Regions from separate parts of the Mus musculus genome. Here region 1 is linked to region 2. A link is a contact called in public Hi-C data. All regions are on one chromosome and are shown on one strand. Each heading gives the region's core, a stretch centred on a gene start, on an enhancer-like site or on the middle of the called end of the contact. The rest is flanking DNA. Distances are from core to core; before and after follow the strand shown.

Region 1 (6,938 bases), core at 3,958-6,457, 61 kb after region 2:
CACGGGAAAAACAGAGTACAAGTAGTCGTAAATACCCTTGGCTCATGCGCAGATTATTTGTTTACCAACTTAGAACACAGGATGTCAGCGCCATCTTGTGACGGCGAATGTGGGGGCGGCTTCCCACAGTTCCCCCTTTTTCTTTTAATAAGAGCAAATAGGCCACCCATATTAATGAGAGTGGAGATAGAGGTCAAATCCCCAGTGTGTAGGTAAAGGAGCCATGTACAGGATTAGCTCTTAGGCTCACAGGCTTTTACCCAGAGCAACCCTGACCTGCTCCCGTGTCGTTTTGCCTGGGGGAAGGGAACTAGGACACTGAACCTTCATGAAAGATGACATGTCTCCCTAGAATAGGCTCATATATGCCGCAGAGCCTTTCCATTGCAGTGCTTAGCCTTGCAACTCTCTCGGGCTGCTGAAGCACACTCACTCTATCTCGTGCAATGAGACTAGCCTCGTGAGATATAAGAGCTGAGTGGCCAGCGACCTATTGCTTAAGCATAGATAACCATATATCAGGGGGAGCTCCATGTTCTAGTCCTGCAAGCGCCTGGGCAATAACCACCTTGTCTCTCCTAGTTTGGGCCTTAAGCTTACAGACCAATCAAAGAAGCAACACTAATCCACAGCAACGTGTATCTCCAAATAATATTAATCCCACCCAATTTTTTAAAGAAAGAAAATGCTGAGGAGATCCAATTGGGTAATCCTTTGGTCAGCGACAGGTCCAAGCGCGTGGAGTTGACCTGAAGTCTCAATTCTCGAAGGGATCTGTTCAAATTCAGCCGTCCAATTCTGTAACATATACTGAAAAAGACTTTTTGACAAATTAGCTGCCCTAGTAAATTTAACATACTGAATGGAAATAACACACAATCCCGGAAACTTTTGTTCACATCCCAGCTGAGTTATTTGTCATAATACATCTAGTTGTATCTGGACAAGATCTATGAGTTGATTAACCAGCATGAGACCTCTCTATATCTTGACATTAGCTGAGGCCTGTTCATCTATGACTGTAGTCACTGAGGCTGACAAAGTGTTAATGGTGTCAGTTGTCTGGACCTGTCCAGACAGAACCAAGGCTGTCTGAATTAAGGCCAAACCCAGTTCCCAGTTAGTGGTAAAAAAGCAGGAGAATACTTGAGCATTATACATCACCGTCATTGGGAGTGGAAATGTCGACATTATCCCCCAACGCTGCTCTCTCTTTATTATTGACGCCCTGGACATCACCAAGACGAGGGACATTAGTATTCCCTTGGTCAGTCTGGATTTTTCGGGTGAGTCTTTCCGGTACCCAAAATGGGTTGTCTTCATTCTGTGGGAAAACACAGATAGCTCCCCTGGATCTTATCAAGATAGGATCCGGGCCATACCATTTATTATCAAGGACATTTTTCCATTTAACCATCTCATTGGGCCTATCTGGCTCTGAACAATGACGTTCAGCCGCAGTATGGCCATGAACATCAATATTTAAAAAATTGAGTGTAAAGAGTGCCAAAGACACCGACACTCTTGGTGCTCGGGGTACAGTCTCTTCAAAAGTTCCCCTCTTCTGTTTTATAAGATAGGCTTTGAGGGTGCGATGCGCACGCTCAACAATACCCTGTCCTTGAGGGTTGTATGGAAGTCCAGTCAGGTGGGTTACGTCCATCTGACGGCAGAACTGCTGAAATTTTTGCGACGTATAAGCTGGTCCATTATCAGTCTTAAGGAGTCTGGGTTTCCCCCAAGCACTCCATGCCTCAAGACAATGTTGAATCACATGTGAGGCTTTTTCTCCAGTTAACGGAGAAGCAAACATGATGCCAGAACATGTGTCAATGGACACATGGAGATATTGAAGTTTTCCAAAGGAAGAAACATGTGTAACATCCATTTGCCAGACCTGTAGAGGTCGAATACCGCGTGGGTTAATTCCCACATGAGGAACTGGCAAGAACTCACAGCAGCTTTGACATTGAGTAACAATGTCACGGGCTTCTTTTCTTGTCAAGGAGAAACGACTGCGTAATGTTTCAGCCGTCACATGAAAATTATTATGAAAATTTCTTGCAGCCTCTACCGGGGATGATAGGGCAGCAGCCACCACTTTAGTGGCCTTATCTGCCAAATCATTTCCCAGAGCCATGGGGCCAGGTAGGCCTGAGTGGGCTCTAACATGAGTAATATAAACAGGAGATCTTCTAGATAACAAAACTAATTGTATCTGCTGAAAAATATTGGCAACTCTACTGGAAGGCTTAATCACTCCAGCCACTTCTAAAAGATTTACTGCATTTACCACATAACAGGAATCTGACACAATATTAAGGGGTTTTAAAAAGGTTTTTAAAACTTCTAAGACCACTAAACATTCTACCACTTGAGGTGAATTTTCATTATATTGTTTGGATACCACTTTACCATTAGCCACATAGGCACCTATGCCAGTTTTTGATCCATCAGTATATACCACAATCCCATTTTTAAGTGGGTTTCTTACTGTTATTTGTGGAAACACAACAGATTGATTTTGGGCAAACTGTAAGATTGGATGTTTTGGATAATGGTTATCTATTTTTCCTGAAAAGGAGGTAACTAAAACTGCCCAATCATTAGATGCGGCTGCCAAGGTTTGAACCTGTGCAGCGGTATAAGGTACAATTAAAAGATATGGACTTTGCCCAAAGTGGGTGATTGCTGCTTTTAGGCCTTTAAGGGCAAGCTGTGCAATTGCATCAGGATACCAATCTATTATTTTAGCTGGGGATACGTTTGGATGGATCCACAACAATGGCCCATTCTGCCACAAAACTGCAGTTGGTAATTGTGCTGTCTTAAAGACACACAAACTGAAAGGCTGCGAATCCTCAATACGTTGTAATTGTGCATTCTGTAAGGCTTTTTCCACCTTTTGTAAGGCCTGGTTAGCAGCTAGAGTAAGAGTCCTAGGGGAGGAGATATGAGGATCTCCTTCTAAAATACTAAACAAAGGCCTTAACTCAGCGGAAGGAATCTTTAAAAAAGGTCTGAGCCAATTAATATCTCCCAACAGCTTTTGAAAATCATTTAAGGTATGGAGGTGATCTCTTCTTATCTCTACCTTTTGGGGCACAATCTTATCTGGGGACACCACAGAGCCCAAGAATTGTCCTGTATCAGAAATTTGGACCTTTTCTGTGGCTATCTGTAGACCCCACTGACTTAAAGTTTTAAGTAGAAAAGGATATGCCTTTTGTAGCATGGTAAGGTCTTTATGGCACAGGAGGATGTCATCCATGTAAAGGAGCAAAATTAAAGAGGGGAATTGTTCCCTCACTGGCAAAAGAGCTTTTTGCACATAAAGCTGGCACATTGTAGGACTATTGGACATCCCCTGTGGTAAGACCTTCCATTGATACCTCTTATCAGGTTTAGCAGAATAAGCTCTCTGACCCGTTAACAAATCAAAAGTCCACTCTCTCTGCTCTGGAGTTAAAGCAGCAGCGTTTGCTCGGGCCTGCGCCTGTGCCGCCTCCTGCCACAGAGCTCGCCATTCCACATATTTGGCCATACTAGGGAGAGCGGCTTTTGCAATCATTTGCCAGTCAGCAGGCGTTAGTGCCATACCAGCGAGCCTGTCTAACTGTACCAAGGTAAAATTAGCATTGGTTCCGTATTTACGAACCGACTCGGCAATTTCCTTAATCTGTACGTATTCTACCGGAGCGTGGACACGCCCACCCTCGGCTCCTTCAAAGACTGGAAATGCCTGTTCTATTTTCCTTTGTTCCTCTCGGGGAATGAATGAGTCTGCGCACTGCCTCTCTGCGCACTGCCTCTCTGCGCACCTCTCTGCGCATTGCCTCTCTGCGCATTGCTGACGCACTACGCAGGGCGGGGGCTCCGCATAGGGCGGACCTTGAAACCGACTGCCGGGAGGTTGAACAGTACGCTGACTTTCGCCAGCCGCTTTTGGCTTTTTTCTTGACCAATTAGCTGGCTGGTAATGGGCTGCTTCTTCCTCCCAGTCTGTTTCCTCAGAGGAGGATTCTTCACTTGCTTCAGAGCTACTAAGAGCTGGCTTCCTGAGCTCATCTAGTGACGAGTATCTCCTAGAGACCTCCGCTAATCGATCTTTCTTCTTTTCCCTTTTTCCTCTTTTTCTTCTAATCTCTCTCCAGGTATTCTTACCTGACCTAAACTTTTCCTCGGGTTCAAGACCCTTGGAAAGGCCTGTATACTTACCGTTTCTCCTTGCTCCTACTCTCTCTCCCCGCTTTACTTCTGATAGACTGTCCTGAATTTCCTCTAGAATTTTCAGCCCTATCTTAAGCACTATATAACATGTGAAAAGGAACAAAAGGGCTTCTAACACTAGAAAAAATTTAAGGCCAAACATAACTTGTAAAGCCATTTTCCACTTTACTTCTGATAGACTGTCTTGAATTTCCTTAGAAAGTTCAAGATCAGACTTACCTCGTTCCCCAGCTGAAAAGTTCTGAATTCATACAGTTGAATCCTTCTTAACAGTCTGCTTTACGGGAACCTTTATCACCGTCGTTCCCCAGCTGATGAGTTCTGAATTCGGCAGTTGAATCCTTCTCAACAGTCTGTGTTACGGGAACCTTTATAAACGTGATCCGTAGTTCTGGTTCTGAAATGAAGTATCCCTCCTGCGCCAGTCCGGAGTTTTTTCTCGTCCCGGAATTCGGCACCAATTGTTATTAGACGCGTTCTCACGACCGGCCAGGAAGAACACAACAACCAGAATCTTCTACGGCAAAGCTTTATTGCTTACATCTTTATCGGGCCAGAGTGTAAGAAGCAAGAGAGCGCAAGAAGCAAGAGAGAGAGAAAAACGAAACCCCTTCTATTTTAAAGAGAACAACCATTGCCTAGGGCGCATCACTCCCTGATTGGCTGCAGCCCATGGCCGAGCTGACGTTCACGGGAAAAACAGAGTACAAGTAGTCGTAAATACCCTTGGCTCATGCGCAGATTATTTGTTTACCAACTTAGAACACAGGATGTCAGCGCCATCTTGTGACGGCGAATGTGGGGGCGGCTTCCCACACTCACTGACAGCCATCTCTGTGTCACCTTCCTTCCTCATAAAGAAGAAACCGAATCTTTCTCCTGTTAATCAGACAATGTCTCCTGTTTCCCAGTCGCCTTTCTCCCTTTCCCCCTTTTATGCTGACTAATAATGTTGTGACTTCGGTCTTGGTGAATTGCTTCTGTGTATGTGAATAGCATTGTGGAGACAATAGGCCGAACCGGTCGGTACACACAACCTCCAGAGTCCACCCTTTATTAACAATGAACTATTCTTTGGCTCAAGAAAATTTCTTACCAGTAACATTACCAAGCCAAAACTCTACAACTACACGTCAGGGTGTTCAGGTTTACAAAAGGCCTCTTGTACCTTCTGTCATCTGTCACTGCTCAATCAGGTAGATCTGCTTTGAGGTCATGTGACTTCAGCCTAATCCCTTGTTCTATCATCTGGTATGAACATCAAAAGCTTTAGTATAATGAAATTACATTAAAATGAAATAAGTAAGCACAAAGACATTTGTTTCTGAAAAGAGACCTAATCTAGCTTTAGCCCAAAATAAAAGCAAATATTACACAAATCTAGGTTTTTGTATTTTAGTGTTTTGAGATGGTTGGAACCCACTCTGTAGACTGGGCTGGACTCAAACTCAAGAGATCCCCCTGCCTCTGCCTTCCAAGCTCTGGGATTAAAGGTGTTTGCCACTGCAGGCCAGCTTTTTATCTTTTTTTTTTTTTTTTTTCCTTGTTTGGTTATTTCAAGTCAGGTGTGTCTCTGTGTAGCCCTGTCTGTCCAGGAACTCACTCTGTAGACCAGTTTGGTCACAAACTCAGATCTGTCTGTGTCTGCCTCCTGAGTGCTGGGATTAAAGGTGTGCGTTACCACTGACCAGCCAGCTCTATATCTTTATTGTGTGTGTGTGTGTGTGTGTGTGTGTGTGTGTGTGTGAGAGAGAGAGAGAGAGAGAGAGAAAGAGAGAGAGAGAGAGAGAGAGAGAAAGAGAGAGAGAGAGAGAGAGAGAGAGAGAGAGAGAGAGAGAGAGAGAGAGAGAGAGAGAGAGAGACACTCCAACTGGTGGCCTGGGTCTTGCCAAGTGCACCAGGCTGGGATCTCCCTGTCTGTAAGTCTGAGCTGGAATGACCCAGTCGTCTGGGAACTCACCTTGAAGCACTTCCGAGGACTCTCTCCTGACCTGTTTTGTTGTTATTGATTTTAGCCCTCGTGGGCCTGTAACTTTCTAGGAGCCTCCTACCTCTGACTGGGTCTGGGATTCTACGTGCTGGGATCACAGGCATGCATTTCCATGCCTGGTTTGTCATTAAATTCTTTCCAACAGGAGACATCACATGAGTGCTGTGACCTACGGGTATTTATGACTTTCCAGTTCTTTTCAAGAAAGTATTTATTAGCCTGGTGGTATTTATCTGCCTGCCCACATGTTCACTGCCTGCCAAACCCCTTCCCAGGTCTCACTCCTCTCCCTTCCCCCAACAAACTTTATAGCAGATCTGTTACATGGCATACTCAGGGCACACCTTGGCATGGGCCTGCCAGGTACCCCCTCGCCCTTATATTTCATAACAGTGGGTACTGGGAAGACCTCAGATTCTCAGCAAGAATAGTATGTGCACTTAACCGCTGTCTCTCCAGCCATCCAGTTTATCTTCTGATTAAGGAAAAGTATTCTTAAAACATTCTCGGCGAACACAGGAAGGTTTCAAAACCAGCCAATAAGGAGCACACACAAAACAGCAGGTAACTGACATTTTAATACACCTCTGTATTGATAGAACATTAAAAAATAAATCAGTGTTACAGCATCAGTCTTAAAAGATTAACATTTACAACTGTAGTAAAATAAAGTCTCACAAAGTTAAGTGTGTTTAACGTTTAAATTTAACGCTAACCT
Region 2 (6,709 bases), core at 1,078-3,577:
AAAGGTCGCGAGGCTTGGCACCAAGCATCTTTATCCACTGAGCCATCTTGTTGGTCCTTAATACTGGTTTTGAGGATGATTTAAGGACATGATAAAAGACCTATAATATTCAGTCAAAATGACAGGATTTTATACTTACAAAAGACTATGATTATACTTCTGACATAGAAGTAATTAGGAAAAATGATAAAAGAAGTATATCAAACAGTAATGAAAAGAGATTTTTTGGACTGCTAAGATGGCTCAGTGGTTAAGAGCACAGACTGCTCTTCTGAAGGTCCTGAGTTCAAATCCCAGCAACCATATGGTGGCTCACAACCATCTGTAATGAGATCTGACAGCCTCATCTGATGTGTCTAAAGACAGCTACAATGTACTTACATATAATAATAAATCTTTGAGCCTGGGGGAGCAGAGGTTCAATTCCCAGCAACCACATGATGGCTCACAACCATCTGTACAACTACAGTGTCCTCATATAGAAAAAAATAAATAAATAGATCTTTTAAAAAAAGGAAAAAAAAGAAAAGAGAATTTTCAGAATTCTCTCTGCTTAAAATCAGCTGATATACCTTATCCTTGTGGGGGCGCGGGGAGGGTGTTCAACTCGGGGACTCTCTCATGCTAAGCAAGCACTCTATCATTTAACACCTCTAATCAATCAAAATACAGTAAAATCTGTGATTTCAGGGCATAACAAAGTAAAAGTCTACCTGGAATAACAACTAAAGCGCTATAGAAGTAACTAAAAGAACAAATTAGAAGGCTGGAGATGCAGCTCAATACAAAGTGGCTTTCTAGCACGCACAAAATTCTAGGCTCCATCCCTAGAATTGCAGAAAACAAAACAAAACACAACAACCTCTTTTGAACACTGGAAAACAGCCCAGTACCCACTTAATGACTATAAAGGACAAGGTAGGCAAAGGTAGGCTCACTTTACAAACAACAAATACAGAAAAGACATCTCCTGTGAGGTTTTTGTCTTTTACTGTTTGTTATAATGCTAAGTGGGGGGCCTCCAGGGTTCTGAGTCTGCACACAGCCTGAGGGACCCCAGTTCATTCAGATTGGTTAATATAGATGTCAGCAGCCGATAGCTGGGGGGGGGGGGGGGGAGTAGGGGGAGTGGAAGAGACGTAGGTGGGGCTTAGGTTTCCCAGGCTAGAGACCACTAGGAAGGAGGTACAGAGAAGGTTGGAGGGATGGAGGAAAGCAGCCAGCCGTGGCATAGAGAAGCAAGGAGAGCTGCCATGAGATAGAGCAGCTAGGGTTAGGGGCCAAGACAACATGGCTCAGAGCGCTGCCTGGTTGGAGCTATGAGCAGTACATATGAAACACAGTAAGCAATAACTTGGGTTATGGATAGGAAGTAGATTCTAACAGCATGAAGAATAGGCTATTGTGTTGCTTAAGGCATATTAAAATATAAAGGCTGTGTGTGCGTGTGTGTGTGTGTGTGTGTGTGTGTGTGTACGTGTGTGTCTTTCACTCCAGAAACATAAATGGTCAAAGGAAGGAAGAAACACAGACAGGATTTATTAAATTATATTTAGTACAACCTCCCTCAAAATAACAATGCCCCCCCCCATAAGGTAAAGAATCCACTTGCACAGGAGATGCAGGACTGGGAACTTAGCAGGTCAGAAAGGTTCTCATAGATATGCAAAAGGAGCTAGGGAACAAGGAGTGATTCTAAAATCTAAAGAGCTGGCAAGATTTATTATAGTAATAAACCGTTAGACCTATCCCAGCTTGTGAATAACACTCATCACTCTAGTGCCAGACTGGAGTTCGACTGAAATGTGTAACTGAGTTCAATGGAATGAGCTTGGGTAGGCAAAAGAGTAGAAGAAAAAAATTGCTTGAGGCTGAAATACCCGTCACTTATCATAAGGTAACTACATATGAAAATAATTTTTGTGGGTATATACTCGGTCGGGGTTGAACCCAAGGCTTTCTACATGTTAGGGAAATACTCACCTAATTATGCCACCAGCCAAAAGGCATGTTTTTTCAAGAACTATCTTTCACTTCCTCACCACTACCATGAGTTACTGCAAATACCTGTTGATAAATTATCAAAACCACTTATAACTGATTAAACTTTCTAGACAGTAAACCCAGTGAGAGGCTAAAGTTCACTGTGTCTCTAGTATCGCTGGTGCTGGTCTCCCTCGAGCTGGTTTATTTGTTTATTTTTTTAAAGCCTCTCGAAACCATAAGTAAACAAATCCTGACTGCCAGGGAAAACCTGACACACCCAGAAACTCTCAGCAAAACATTTACTCATGGTCCACAATGGACTGTCCTAGCCTATCTACAAGTGGCCTCGCCTGGAGCTAAAGGTCGAAAGAAAACTCTCCCCCAAAGCTCACACTTCACAGAGGAACTGGCTTCCAACAGAAGGCAGGGCACAGCACCCACCACTCTCCAGCGGGGGAAGCCACACCCACCCTTTCTGGCTTTCTTAACATGGCTTCTTCTCTTCCCCCCCCCCCCCCTTCACTAACTAGAACTAAGTTTCATCTAAGCTTGTAGATTTCCTAACAACTCAGGCATTCCCAGTTTCTCATCAGCTCTTTCGAAGCCCTCCTATACCCCAGCCCCAGGGGCCACAACGACCCTACCCTAGAGTCAGCCAGAGTCCAATATTTCAATTAGTTTTCATGGCAAGAAATCAGTCTGGCTAGAACCAGGCAAGGTGGGTAAGCCTGGGATCCTGGCTACTTGGGAAGCCTGTTTAGTTAAAGAGTAAATTCAGGTCTAGCCTGGGCAACTTAAGGAGACCCTATCTCAAAAACAGGAAGTATTGAAGTATGGTGAGATGGCTTAATGGGTAAAGCCCTTGTCTTGAAACTGTGAATATATGAGTTCAGATCCCCAGAACCCAGGTAAGAGCTAGATGCACTCGCAAGTCTGTACCCAGAGTTCTTCTGTGGTAAGATGGAGGCAAACACAGGAACCATCCTAGGAAGTCCCCAGGCCCAGCTGGCATGGCAAGCATGAGGTGGGAGATGAGGGCCAACCCCCAGCCTGTCTTCTGACAGTTACACAGGGCCAGTGGCAGTGCCTGTACTCAAAACACATGCCTTCCACGATCTACTAAACACAAACTCACAAAGACTAAAAACAAAAAGGAGCCAGTCCAAAAACCTAGGGACAGAACTAGTGGCAGAGTGCTTGCCTAGTAGCACAGGAGGCCCTAGGTTCAGAAAAAAATAAAAAAGAAAGAAATGGAAGAAGGAAAAAAAAGAAAGAAAGCAACCAAGTGTCTATAGCTGCTTTTCACAGCATCCCAATAGAAACAAAGTCTCTTTCCACACACTTGCTGAGCAACACTGCCTGCTCAGGTCTTTTAAAGGATTCCTGGGCTTTCAGAAAAGAACACAACATAGGAAGCCGGGTAAGATTTACAGTATGGTGCCCTCCCTAAAATAGAAACTTCTGTAATCTCTGTCTCTGTCACACTCAAGTATCTGAGAAGCTAAGTGGGATACAAGTGAGTCACAGTGACCGACCGTGCTGCTATCAATGAGAAGGCTACCAACAGTGGCCATTCCCACAATGCCTCTGCCCATCTGGACCCCATCTGCCTCCATCCCATAGGCAACAGTGTTTCCGCCAAAACTGGGAAGAAAGAAAAAGGGGTGGGGAAGAGTTCTTGCATTCTGCAAAAGCCAAGCTTTCTTTGTGACTTTTTTAGGAGGGTCTCCTTCCAGAGCCTCGATCTACTCCCGGAAAATAGAGATGATTTTACCCTTTAATAAAGCAATTTCCACTGACCTACCTTTTAAACATTCTGAGCAAACAAACAAACAAATGAATAAACAACTTGGCCCAGTGTGGTGGCGCACACCTTTAATTCCAGCACTCGGAAGGCAGAGGCAGAAGGATCTCTGTAAATCTGGGTCTACAGAGCAAGTTTCAGGACAACAAGTGCTGTTACACAGAGAAACTCTGTCTCAAGAACAAAAAACAAAAGACAAACAACTTACACATCATACAAACACAATGATGCTAAGCATGAAGTTTAACAAAGTACAAAAAAAAAAAAAAAAATGAGAACATAAGGTGAGAATTTAACCAAAGGTTAAAAGTGTTTTTGCTTTGTTTAAACTTACCCACTCTTCAACATTGGGGGGCTGTTCATCATAAATGTGTTCCTTATCCCACAAAATATTGGACTTATCATACCGATCCATCTTTCTTCGGGTTTTCACAGCAAAAAAGATGATTAAAGCAAAAGCCACGATAATCATGAACCCCAGGACAATGGCTATAGCCTAAAAGATGAAAGATATTGGCATAATTAATTTTAATTGCTCCTACCTTCTAGGAGCAAAAACCCTTACCAAAGGGCCTAAGTACTTGTGGTTTAATAAAACTAAAAGTAAATTGTCACAGATTAGTTCTGTCATAAAACTAACCCACACTAAAGGGGGCCAAACACATACAGAGTGATCCAGGTGCATATAAACAAAAAAGGACACATTCCACATGACTCAGTACTCAAACCCTGCTTAGCTAGGAACCATCAGAACCCTATTTCATAGCTACAGGAATTTTGCCTGCATGTATGTCTGTGTGAGGCAGTCAGATGCCCTGGAACTGGAGTTACAGACAGGTATGAGCTGCCATGTGGGTACTGGGAATTGAACTCAGGTCCTCTGCAAGAGAAGACAGGGCTCTTAACTACTGTGCTGTCTCTCTAGCCCAGACAATGTCTCGTGTAGCCCAGGCTAGCCTCAACACTCTATACATAGCTGAAGGTGATTGCAACCTATTGATCTTCCTGCCTCTACCTCCCAAGTGCTAGGATTAGACAGCCTCAAACTCTTCTAAAGAGTTTAAAAGCTGCTATTTTCAGAAGCAGTTTTAGATACCAAATCATACCTACAACCCTGTTCATGACACATGCCTGGCAATTCTTTTTACACGGTTAAGTTTTGGGGCCATACAGGATCTATCTTAACATAAATGATAAAGAGAGGAATCTAACCAACCTAAAAATTAGAGCAAATGGATGAATGATCCCTTTGATCTAGCAAGTTCATCTGTTTTCAATGTCTTGTACTAGAAACACCCGTGTAACAATGCAGCCCCCTCCCCTTGATGGCTCATCCATTGTCAGGCAGATGCATTAGGTGGCGCCCTAACCTGGGCACACTTGAATTGGAGTCCAGTGCGTGTTACACACTCCTGAGGAGCAGGAGCTCTCCTTCCCACTGTCTACCTCACAGTGACATCCTTTCTCAAAGAATATAGGTTTCAAATAGCCAGCGGATTAAGAGGGACGGGCGTGTGGTGAGTTAGACACACCAACTCCGCCAGCTCTCAGTGCCCACCACAGACAGGTCTGAACAGTAGCAGCAGGCACTCTGAAAACCTACACCAGCAAGGAAAGAAAACACTCTATCTTCAAAATAAAGCCAGGCAGTCAGTGGAGAAAGTCTAACCCGAAAGACTGACTCATTCAGGAAAAAGAATAGGAATTCCTGAGTCAAGGGGAGGAAGAAAAAAAAAAAAAAAAAAAAAAAAACCAGGAGCAGTGTTTGTGGTTTAATGTAATTAAGATGAATCACAGTTTCCTAAGGTTGGGTTTTACACCCCACACCACCCCGCAGCACATGGAATCACCTGGACAAAAGATACTAACACTCTGGAAACTGCCAAATCCAGTGAAGAAAACAGGGAGAGGCTCTCTGCTCACTGACTGGAAGATAAACGATTGCAAACATGACAAGATTCCCCAAAACCAATCTACAGATTTGGGGCAACTCTTCAAAGTCCTAGCAAGTGGGCTTGCAAAAACTAAAACTCATCCTACCATGCACAAGGATTACCCTAAAGGATAATCCTAAAAATCATATGGAAATGCAAGAAATAAAGAATCTAGTCAAAATAATTTTGACCTAAGTAAGAGAATTCACACTTCACAATTTCAAAACATACTATAATGCTAAAATAAGAGACTATTGTATGGGTATAAGGACAGAAGCATAGATTAATGACATCAAAAAAATAAATGTTTTGGGCTGGAGAGATGACTCAGGTTAAGAGCACTGACTACTCTTCAGGAGGTTTTGAGCTCAATTCCAAGTAACCAAATGGTGGCTCACAACCATCTGTAATGGGATTCAATGCCTTCTTCTAGTGTCTGAAGACGGTAACGTGTACTCATACATACATAAAAAATAAAATCTTTAAGAATAAATAAATGTTCATATTTATGACCAATGTGTGTATATGTTGCATGCTCCTTGTGTGTGCACATGGGTATACTTGCCTATACATGTGTGTCTATCTGTGAGAGGAGGTCAAAGGTCAATAACAGGTATCTTCCTCCATCACTTCTCATTCTCATTTTTTTGAGAAACAGTCTCTCAGTGGACCTAGAGGTTGTCGTTTCAGCTAGGCTGGTTGGCCAGGGAACTGCTCATAGCTGCCTATTTCTGTCTCATCCACATTGGGGTTACATGGGCACACCACCATGCTTGGGTTTTTACATAGGTTCTGGGATCCAAACTCAAGTCCTCGTGGATTGTGCACACACTCTGCCCACTGAACCATAACCAACCCCAGATGTTTCTAACCCAGGGCCTCATACGTGATAAGCAAGCTTTCTACCAATGAGCTATATCCATCATCCATACAGTCAAATCATTTTGGACACTGGCATAGAGAAAATTTAATGGAGCAGGAAAGG

Evidence for each region. A called contact is a pair of places that touch in the nucleus more often than the background predicts.
Region 1: a contact with region 2 is called in a Hi-C map of liver, with 2.0 times the contacts expected there. The contact joins two enhancer-like sites. A contact is called at or near these places in 7 of 39 promoter capture datasets (3T3-L1-derived adipocytes, the C10 cell line, cranial neural crest and 3 more), 6 of 484 Hi-C or Micro-C datasets (the G1E-ER4 cell line, embryonic stem cells, liver and 1 more) and 2 of 115 datasets of contacts at active chromatin or transcription factors (embryonic stem cells and pancreatic cancer cells).

Annotation. Positions count from the first base shown.
Region 1 is chr13:100,589,179-100,596,116 of GRCm38.p6, forward strand. It overlaps Marveld2 (MARVEL (membrane-associating) domain containing 2), which reads right to left. Exons shown (of 7, transcript NM_001038602.4): 7 at 6,779-6,938. Among named protein-coding and RNA genes, the nearest start is that of Gm24261, 12 kb to the right of the region's middle. Within about 2 kb of position 5,208, at least 120 of the 459 cell types and tissues checked have an H3K27ac peak or open chromatin away from gene starts, as enhancers often do. A contact at or near this core is called in liver and pancreatic cancer cells, where this site is marked.
Region 2 is chr13:100,530,839-100,537,547 of GRCm38.p6, forward strand. It overlaps Ocln (occludin), which reads right to left. Exons shown (of 9, transcript NM_001360536.1): 4 at 4,125-4,286. Among named protein-coding and RNA genes, the nearest start is that of Ocln, 19 kb to the right of the region's middle. Within about 2 kb of position 2,328, at least 37 of the 459 cell types and tissues checked have an H3K27ac peak or open chromatin away from gene starts, as enhancers often do. A contact at or near this core is called in liver and pancreatic cancer cells, where this site is marked.